Regions from separate parts of the Danio rerio genome. Here region 2 is linked to region 1. Evidence: chromatin contacts called from public HiCAR-type data. All regions are on one chromosome and are shown on one strand. Each heading gives the region's core, a stretch centred on a gene start, on an enhancer-like site or on the middle of the called end of the contact. The rest is flanking DNA. Distances are from core to core; before and after follow the strand shown. Region 1 holds the start of rpl18a (ribosomal protein L18a). Region 2 holds the start of xpot (exportin, tRNA (nuclear export receptor for tRNAs)).

Region 1 (5,584 bases), core at 882-3,381:
ACAGCAGATGATCAGCACACTAACCTCAGCAGATACTGCACAGCCCCACTACAGGTTTCTCACCGATGTATTTGAAGGGTTTGCCTAGTTTGCTGAGCTGCCCGAGACACTGCTCCGCCACACTGGACGTCCACTGGCTCACACGATTGTGTTCATACATGTTTCTGCCGATCACCGCTTCTAGAGACTGAACACACACAGTTAACTCTAATGTGTGGTCTTTATTCCTCTGTATTGCTCTTGTTTATGTGATTGTTACTGAATATTGTCCATGTAATCTATACGCTTTTTGTTGGATTGTTTTGCATGTTAATAATAATAATATTATATGAAACATGGGCACAGAAGAGCTGAAAGACAATACATTAGAGAAGTAACTGGGAAGACTTTAAATGCAGATATTATCGTTATTTATATTTACTTTAAAGTAATCAGATTAAAGTGCGAGACTCCTGTAACTTGTAATGTGTCAACCAGTACAGTCTAAAAGGGATACAGCTGCAAATACATCAATATAGCATATTTTTGTGACACTATACAACAATAAATCAGATTTTTACGTTACTGAGAAGGTTGATATTGGATTAGACGTTATTAATAAACAATTAATGTGTAATTTACAAATAATATGAATAATTCTCTGTATAATTGCTGTTTTTACATTGCAAAGAGCGGTCGGTTTAGGGTAGACGTCAATAAAATACAATTTAATTGGTGATGTAAAAAGAATACGAATAATACTCGGTATATTTAGTGTTTTAACATTACTGTGATAGTCTGGGTTAAGCTTAGGGTAGGGGTAGATGTTAATAAAATACAGCTAACAGGTAATTTAATTACCAATATAAATAATTATCGTTATCTCTCGGCCGCAGCTGTATCCCTTCTAGCAACAGCCGCGTTCACCCCAAAACAGTTCATAACCCACTCAGACATTAAACCACACATAAAACACACATTTTGTGGACATTAAACACATTAAATACACATGAATCAGCATCATCATCGTCTGAGAAAAAGAAACTCGCCTCTTTCACGATGCTGCTCACTTCGTCCACTATAAACGCGCTCTGGAAAACACGACAATAAACACAGGCGTAAGACAAACGCCGTATTACTGCAGCACTATGAAGATTTCAGCATTTACATATTTATTTAATCCTGCACATCTTTTACCTCTTCTACTGTCTGATCGTCGTCCATGTTTGCTTGTTGTCGTCAGCCCGAGTGGTTGTCATGGAAATAATACGTTGCCTACGTCGTGACGCACAGAAAACGTACGGCATGCGTGTTTAAAGTAAAATTAATAAGTAAATAAATGTAAATAAACGCGTCGTAAAAATGTCAGGTATGACAGAATGCTAAATCATTATGCAGAGCCACGTTTTTGCCAAAATGCAAACCTTGTTTGAGCAGATTGAATGGAAAACACTTTGAAATTTACCCATCAATAAAGTAAGCATTATGTATAAAGCAGTGACTTATAACCCGATTACTTTAATGTATACAGTGAAAACAAGTTGCTGCAAAAATGTTTAGAGACTTTTTTTGTAAATTAGACGAGGAAACCATAAACATTTATACCCAAATGTTTAGCTTTGATGTTGAATATTTAATATTTATATATAATAAATAGTATATATTAAATTGCATTGAATGCATTACATTTAATTATGATTATATTCTTCAATATTTATAAACTAATTTTAAATTAAAAACGAGACCTGTAATATCTATGATTGACCGCTAAATATTGTTATGTTATAAATATTATGCATTTTATACAAAGAAATTTATTTAATAAAAATTATAGCCTAACTATAACTAATAACTAATATTTGTTTTTGTTTTTTTGTATTATTTCGTTTTTGTTACATTATTGTAAATGAATTGTAGTTTTAAATGATAAATATTATACAGCAAATTACATCACACACATTACAATTAATTACGATAATAATAATAATTATTATACATTTATATAACCTACATTTATTAATTTATTTTAATTAAATTTTAACGAGACCAATCATTTCCATGATTGACATTCTGGATGGCTAATGAAGACGGCTCCAGCAAGTCCCGCCTTTCGGAAGAGGCTTGACGTCAGGAGTCTCCGCCCTGCTGCTTCCTCTTTCACAGTGGCCGTCGGCGTGAGACACCATGAAGGCGTCTGGCACAGTACGTAAAACTATTCTTAAATCATCTTACAGTCGATTAAACCTCACAAATAAGACCCGAAAATGCGTATAAGACACCCAGATGTGCATAACGGCGGCTTCAGCTGATCTGTGTGCAAAATTATAGCGTTAAATGTGCTTTGACGTGTTGATGTAGCGGAGTGAGCAACATGGCGGCTGGAGGATCCCCATGTGCTGTTAGACAAGCGCACACAATTAAAACATTGCTGTGATTTCGCTTTTTAACACGCGTTTAAGCACAGTTTAATTTGTTTTGCGTGAGATTGTGCACTTTAACTTGACGGCGGATTGTCTTAAATGTTATTTTAATGTCGCCCATCATCGTTGATTTAACGTGAGGCCTGGTGTATTCGTAGTAATAGTTCGCTTTAATAGACGTGTTTAGGTTAGCGTTGAGGATTTTAAAGAACAATTCTGCGTGTTTTATTGTCGGATGACTTTAATAAGAGTTATTAGTATAGATAAACTTTATTTCTTGTGTTCCAACACCTTTACCGACATCGAAATTACGCTATTTTACTGCCAAATATACAAAGAAAATCGTGTCAAAACACAAGAGAAGGCTTTAGGGGAGATGTGGAGGAATCTAATCCTACACGTAGTAGTATTAAGATAAAAACCTGGCCAATAAATCCTCAAATGCATAATTTGAACAGTGTAAGCAGATTAATGCACATCTGAGATGTGCCAGGCACTCTGCAGCAGGTGTACATTTTAATTATAATATAAGAGCACAGTGTCAATTGTTTCTAATATTACACTTCAATAATGCTCAGTTCAAAGTTGAATCAAAAGCAGTTCAGATTATTCATGAGTTAAAGATACTCCTGCTTGTTTGATCTCTAGTGAACTTAAACATTTAACAAAAGAGAAATGGCACTAGTTTAAAAATGCCTTATTAATAATTTATTTCAATAAGTCGCTGTTTGTGTATGAAACGCTTTTATAAACGTGTTTATCAAAGTGCAGCACAAGCGTACACCATTTAAAGCAAAGGACTAATAAACTGATGTAAGGCTCATGTGTTAAAAGCCAAATATTATAAATTAGTATTAAGACTTGATTTAAAAAACAAAAGGGTTTTAGTAAATTAGGGTGACAACTGAAGAGTTAAGATAAGAGTTAACTGAAGTGTTTCAAGAAACGACTAAAAACCCAACTATTTAGTCTCCACTACACTTCCTAATCTGCAATTGCCTCTCTGAATATCACACTAACTGTACCAAAAAAAAAAATACTAATAATACTAATACTTCCCTTCTTAGACTTTACAGACCTGAAACTTGCCTATAGCACTTATTCATTGTTGCTCTTGGTTGTGTAAATTGCTTCCTTGTCCTCATTTGTAAGTCGCTTTGGATAAAAGCGTCTGCTAAATGACTGAATTTAAATGTAAGATGCCAAAACCTCCAAATGCCGTCTGAAATTGTGTCCTAAAGTGAGCATTTTACACAGCCTCATGTTCAAGTGTTTCACTTTAAAGACAATAAAACTTAATCGTCACTATAAAAGTGAAATTTCTGAGCGAACACACAGAAGTCAGAGAAAAATGCTGAATTTATTAGAAATTATCAAATGACATTGAGGTTTCCAACTTCAAAAGCAGCCTTTTTAATCACTTCTAAGTGCACTTGTTGGAGTGTACGATTTAATTATCGTAGTGGTCGTCCATTTTGATATTTAAACAACAAAACTAAAACCTTAAATCATGGCGTTCTCATTTGCATGTCGAGTTTCTCCTCTGTACAGCGTGTGCTTGTCTCTGTGTGTTGTTGTCAGATGTGAAGTGTAATGCTGTGTTTGTGTCTCCAGCTTCGGGAATATAAGGTTGTTGGGCGTCTGTTGCCCTCAGTGAAAAACCCCGCACCTCCTCTGTACCGCATGAGGATCTTCGCCCCAAACCATGTGGTGGCAAAGTCTCGCTTCTGGTACTTCGTCTCCCAGCTGAGGAAGATGAAGAAGGCCTCTGGAGAGATCGTCTACTGCGGCCTGGTGCGAATGCCTTTTCACTCGAACAAATGCTGATGAATGATCCATGTGCTAGCTGTATATACTCTGTTCCCCGAGGTGTGAGGATGGGCAATGCGTTAGTGTTTGCATCATAACGTTAATCTACAATTAGTCTGTGAATTGATTGATTACAGTAGAGCAAGTGGGATAATTCTGCATGTTTGAGCTTGTTTACAAATACCAATACTAAATTCACCTCATAACACCAGTCGAGTGTGTGAAATAACTGAGTAGAAGATTCCAGGAGCTGTGATTTATTCAGGCTGTCTTATATCAGTGTAAGCTGATTGTACAGGAACCTCAAAGTGTTGCAGGATTTAATAATACGAGCACACAAACCCAAAGGTCATCTCTCCATCATGTCTTGCCCTTGCTATGTGTGCGCAAAGCAAACGGAACCTTGTCGCCTTTCATGGGCTGTGTGTTGACGTGCCTCTGGAAGTGAATTCAAGGAGCCACATCTGATCCTGTATTAATGCATTAATTAATGTTGATTTGTCAGCTCGTTACTCGTTTAATCTCGAGTTGTCTTGTTTACCGCGCAGGTCTTTGAGAAATCTCCCCTGAAGGTGAAGAACTTTGGCATCTGGCTGCGCTACGACTCCCGCAGTGGAACCCACAACATGTACCGCGAGTACAGAGATCTGACCACGTCTGGAGCCGTCACCCAGTGCTGTGAGTTTCACACACACCTAGATAGGGCTGCACCCTGTAGAATTGCAATAATAGAGTGTGTATCACAGAGAGGTGCAGTACACTACATTTATATGGACCCTTTTCACATTTCTGGGCTTCTCAGCAGCAGATGTTAGTTGTTGATTTGTAGATGATTTAATACATAATCAAATGCATATAAATGTACTTGTGTTAAAAAAAATAGCACGAGAGAAACTCGTATGAGCCAATCAGAGACTGAGTATCTGTATAATTTACACTCATTCATTGTTTTAAAGGCTGAATGTTTGCACTTATTTTAGCCTGAATTGGATTTTGATCAGTATCTATTAGCTGTTTTAGGGTGTCAGCGGGGGCTTAATGTCATTAAATCTCAAAAACACAATTTTAGGCATTAATAAGTCTTAAATCTACTGAACTGTTGTGTTGGAGGTGTTAATTCTTTAAGCAGGTCTCATCTTTCCTTTGTTCATGTAGATCTACCCAATCAGCCAACACCTCACCAACAATCCATCTAAATAAAACTTCTTTCTATTTAATATTGTAGTTTTTAACTATTTACCATAGTGGTTTAGTTATTTTCCTCACAATAACTCTTTCTGAAATGTTTTCCATGTATTTACTGCTGAGGAAGCTGACCTCTACATGATGTTGTGCATCATGTGTGTTTTTAAAACCTAAAATATTATATATATATA
Region 2 (5,127 bases), core at 318-2,817, 250 kb after region 1:
AAAATAGAAATGTCAATGACTCAAACTCAGCAACTTTCATGACTGAAATCTACAGACATGGGTAAAGGAATTAAACTGAATACTTGAATGTGTGTTTCAGATCTAAAATATTGGATCTGAAATAATGATCTGAACACCTATAAATGCTCAATTAACGATATATTACTATTCAAGCAAAATTAAACAGTGGATGAAATCCAGTTCTGTTCATTAAGAAATCATTCGACTTGTGTGTCATTGTTTGGTGAACAGAGTCCTCTAGTGGACAGAAATAAACACAACAGATCTGTTAAACAGCAGTGATTTGTAATGCGAGAGAAGGGAAATGATTGGGATATTTATTAGTATTTTATTTTTATTATTACTCAAATATCTCTATTATTTTTCGTTATTTTCAATTTTCAGTTCTTTTTAAACATGTTTTATTAGTTTTTTCCCTTTTAGTCATTCACAAAACAAAAATACAAACACAACATAAAATGCCTGACACAAAACATAACTGCATATACGAAAATATACATATGGCCAAAGCCATAAGATATTATGCTACAAATAATACAATATGGCAGGAAGAGGGAGAAGTTTGATGAAAACACATGTGAATTAATGTCTGTACAGACATTATGTCATTACGAGTTTCAAAATGTCACATAAAGCAAGGTTTATATTGTGCAGATATCAGTTGTGGAGTGGCTGAGACATGTTAAGTATTACAGGGGGATAGTCTCTCTGCCATCCTTCATGGAAGGGGGCTTATCATTGATCCATGACATCTAAATGTTCTTTCTGGCAGCAAAAGTTAACAGGCAGAAAAGTCATTGTTCTTACTTGTTCCTAATTAGTTTGCAATTAAAACCCAGGAGAAGGGACAGAACGTCTATATCCATGTCCAGACCAAAAATGTTGTTTATTTGGGCTACGATTCTGTGCCGATAGGCCTGAATCACCTGACACTACCATGTGCAATGAATATAATCCCCTATATTTGATTTGCATAGAGGTGAGTGGATTGCACTGAATTTATGTCTTAATTGAGATGTGATATAAATTCTTTGAAGGTTCCCGAGTTGAATGGCTCTGGCCCTATTGCAAACTGAAAGCTTATTGGCTAGAGATCAATCTATCTCCCATTCTTCTTCCAAAATATCCACCCCAAGCTCTTTTCCACAAATTGATTTGAGATGGGAGTTACAGACAGTGTTATAAGAGGACAGGGCCTTAGAAAGGAGTTCTTATCGCTGCCCTGTAATAAATTCTGTTGCAGTTATCGTTTTTATTTTAAATAAAGATAAAATAAAACCGCTACATTTCTTAAATGTTGTTTTTTATTTGTATTTTTGTTTGTTTTTCTTTATTGCATCTCTTGTTTTTATTATAACATAACTAACATTTATGCATTGTAAGATGACATATGTAACAGTCATGGAAAAGTTAGCCGCATACTGAACCCAAAGACTACAGAATACAATATAAATTATATATAGGCACTCTGCTGTACACACACACACACGCAAATGTGGTTTTCTGCCCTCTTTTATTTACGTGAAGCGTGCGCGCTCCTGTGCTTGAAGTTCTTCCTGTTCTCGTGCGCCGCACTTCCGGTCGGCCAGACACGCCACTGTTCGATCTGTTACATGCGCACTGAGTGCCCGGAGCGGGGCGGATGATGATGGAGCGGTAAAGTTCACGGTAAGCTGTGGTAACATTTGCTTCATCTATTAATTTACACCGTCGCCGCACGTTTTTATTCATTTGGATTGAAGTTTCGGGCGAGTCTTTTGTGTGACAGCGCGCGCCTGCACGAGCCGTCATGACCATCACATTCACAACACGCGTATCAGTCCGTTAAGCTGATAATTCATCAGTCTACCGATTTAACGGCACACATGTTCGTCGGTTTAGCTGTACGGCGGATGTTTGTCGTTATTTCGTTGTGTTTTCTCGGTCTGTCACGCCACGTTCACTGAGATTCCGCACGCGCGTGACACGCTGGTCGGTTAGCAACGTGAGCGCGCAGAAGCAAGTCGGTTGTTTTTAAAATATGACAACATAACCGTGAGTTTAGCAAATATCTGAGCTAAATGTAATAGTACTGTGAATGTGGAAAAGTTTTTTGTGTTAGTGGGCTATATGGGGTTGATTAAACTCACTATTGGGCCCGTGTTGCATCAGAAAAGTGTTGTGTATCTGTCAGATCGTATGTCATGATAATGGAGTACTACAATATGTATTCATACCTGGAATAATACGTGCTTGTCTAAATATTAAAGTATAACTATGGTACAGCTCCTAAAACTACCACCATCCCATAACATGGTGTTGTGGTTAAAGAATAAAGGAGAGTGCTGATTCAGCCTGTGTGTGTCCGGTCATTTGTCTGTTGTTGTTCTGGAGAGGTCATTCATTATTCCTAGATATATATTAAAATTGAATTGCATTATCAACCAGCCTTTTATTATTTACATTCACATTGTAATTGAGAATAAATCATGTTCATGATGGTATTGGGTATTTGTTTTATTTATTAAGCATGTTTTAGTGCTTTTTAGGATTTCTTTAACCCTCAATGCAAAGTATTCTTAAGCTAAAATATAAAATAAAATAGTTTATTATAAAATATTCTCATAAATGAGTGAACTGTAAGAAAAGTTTTGTATGTTTTCATTGTTTTATCACTGCATCCCCAATCAAACACAGCTAATCCAACTAATTAAGGTGTTCAAGACTACTGGCGGACCTCCATTAATTGAGTTCGAGACCCCTGTTTTTTTATCCTGCTGTGGTTTGTCGGTGGGCAAACAAACACATTTTTTTAAATACAAGCGTAAAATGTTTGCATTTAGGTTTTTTTTTTTAAAAACATACTAGGCTTTTAGCAATCTTCTCTGTGTCAAAACAGACCTGAGCTCATTACAAAATTACATTTTAATCCTCTTGTAAAAAAATATTGTCTGAAATTATTATATTTACAGTTATAACATTAGCTGTTGCATGTCAACATTATATTTCCCAGTGCTGGGTTGCGGCTAATAAGGCATCCGCTGTGTAGAACTTTGCTGGAATAGTTGGTGGTTCATTCCGCTGTGGCTAATAAAAGTAGTCTGAATAAAAATGAATGAGTGTCAACATGATATTGTCCACTGATCACAACTTGCATTCTTAATAGTGTTGACTTTGATTTTGGTGTGTGTGTCTTTTTCAGATGTGTGTGTCCTGTGTGGAGATTTGGAATAAAGTGATCGAGGACAGCAGCTAACCCACGTATGGCCTGCGAGTCGGCGTTACCTGCCATCATGGACGAGCAGGCCCTCATGGGACTGAACCCCAACGCTGACGCCTGCTACAGGCAGAGGGTGAGCACAAAAAACATGCACATTGACAGACGCTAGCACAATTCACACACTCAAAGCTTGCATGCTTGTTTATGAGCTAGGCGTCTAACAAAAAAAAGAACACTTAAAGGTGTAGGGGGCTGTTGATTCATACACAACTTTTTAAAGAGACAGCAGCTATGTATACTGCTATTAAACAGGAAAAATACACACTTGATAGATAGCTACACAGATACTGTATTTGCATTTTGGAACAATCCAGTTGTACCGTATGGTAGCATAAAGGGTTTATTTCTGACTATTTAGCTGTGGAGATATTTCATTATAGTTCGCCCAGATTAGCTAATGGTACTAATCAGAAACATGAAGCCAGAGCATAATAGGGTTGGGCGATGTCGACTGATTTGGCATCGTTTGATGTATAATTTGAAACATTGCGATGGACAATGGCATCTTCGTCATAGGTGGAGGTGAATTAATTATTTACGAATAATTAATTAATTCATAACAAATTAATTATTTGGAGCCTACCGTTTCAACTACCTGATCCGCATGGTCTTTGTTTTACCCAATAACAAATAAATAAGTTGCACACAAATTACCACCTGTCAATTACTTTCCGTGGGATGTTGGTCGGTAAAAAAGGTGCACAACCAACAGTGTCTGGGGTTTTCACTGAAATTACTAAGTTCAAGTGTGAAAGTGAAAGACTGAAGCAGTGTACTGATGCTGTGACACGCTACCTGATAGATTCACAAGACCGAAGAGTCTATAGATAGAGTCAAGATTAATTAAATATCAAATTTAAGAACTATAGCGAGACACCATCCAGCGGTACATCCTTGATAAACTGTCCGATGTGCACTGCTCTCTCGAGCTCAGACGGGTGCATGACAGTGTGTGTGGCTGTGTGGTCACGTGATGTGCATTTTCACGGAGGACTGTTCAGAAATGTTAGGTGAAACACTGGATGTGAATCATTTTTGTTCTAAAATGGCATTTAAATACAAAGACGTATTAGTGTAAACAGGGCCTCAGTGTGTATTTTTGGCGATGCTGGCTCAGCATCGTGTTGTTTATTGGCCATCGGCGATGGACGATGACATTGTCTATCGGCCCAACCCTAGTACATAATGTTAATAAAGTTTTTAAGTTGAATTATTGCTAATATTACGTCAAAGTGAATTTAGTGGTCCATAACGTTGCTGGTGCCACAGCTCAAACCCTGCCCCCTTAGCAAAGGAAACTGAACCATGGCATTGGTGTATCTCCTATTATGAACAATTTTATGCAAATTTCAACCTTGTCATGAAAACAATAGTTTTCACTAAAATAACGAACCCTTTTTTAAGTTGTTTTTACAGTACTGTAAAATGCACAGAAATGTCTCTGGTCAATTAAATTGAATGAAATAGTTTGAAATTGTTGACAGACACAAGTAGCAATTTCACATGTTAAATCCATAATGGAGAGATGTCACATGCATAACACATTTTAAAAATCATAAATGTCAAATAAAATAATTATTTTTTTCTATTGACAGACAACACTTATCTATTTTGGGCTGTTCGGTTTAAAATATATGCAAATAGTTAAAAAGAAAGAAATTAGCATTTGTATATTCAGCAAAATTTAGTTTATTGATGAGCGCTCTATTGTTATTTTACAATTTATTATTCTATTTTATGCATTTGAATAATGCAGTTTACTGTAATCATAAAGCACTGTTTATTCTATCTGCATCTTTACTCTGTTTATCTATTCTTTTATCATATTTTATGTAAATGTACTTTCA

The links. HiCAR-type assays count read pairs that join an accessible place to other places.
Region 2: a contact with region 1 is called in a HiCAR-type map of caudal fin, with 10 times the contacts expected there. The contact joins the promoter of xpot here to the promoter of rpl18a in region 1. A contact is called at or near these places in 7 of 18 Hi-C or Micro-C datasets (caudal fin, embryo, fibroblasts and 3 more) and 4 of 4 datasets of contacts at active chromatin or transcription factors (caudal fin, embryo, gastrula embryo and 1 more).

Annotation. Positions count from the first base shown.
Region 1 is chr4:645,400-650,983 of GRCz12tu, forward strand. rpl18a (ribosomal protein L18a) reads left to right here and starts at 2,132. Exons shown (of 5, transcript NM_201060.1): 1 at 2,132-2,181; 2 at 4,014-4,193; 3 at 4,757-4,886. The coding sequence starts at 2,164. It overlaps dynlt1b (dynein light chain Tctex-type 1b), which reads right to left and starts at 1,203. Exons shown (of 5, transcript NM_001135783.1): 1 at 1,177-1,203; 2 at 1,029-1,070; 3 at 64-187. The coding sequence starts at 1,203. LOC137495133 (small nucleolar RNA SNORA68) reads left to right here and starts at 4,538; the gene lies at 4,538-4,674.
Region 2 is chr4:899,556-904,682 of GRCz12tu, forward strand. xpot (exportin, tRNA (nuclear export receptor for tRNAs)) reads left to right here and starts at 1,568. Exons shown (of 25, transcript NM_001044852.1): 1 at 1,568-1,689; 2 at 3,203-3,353. The coding sequence starts at 3,264.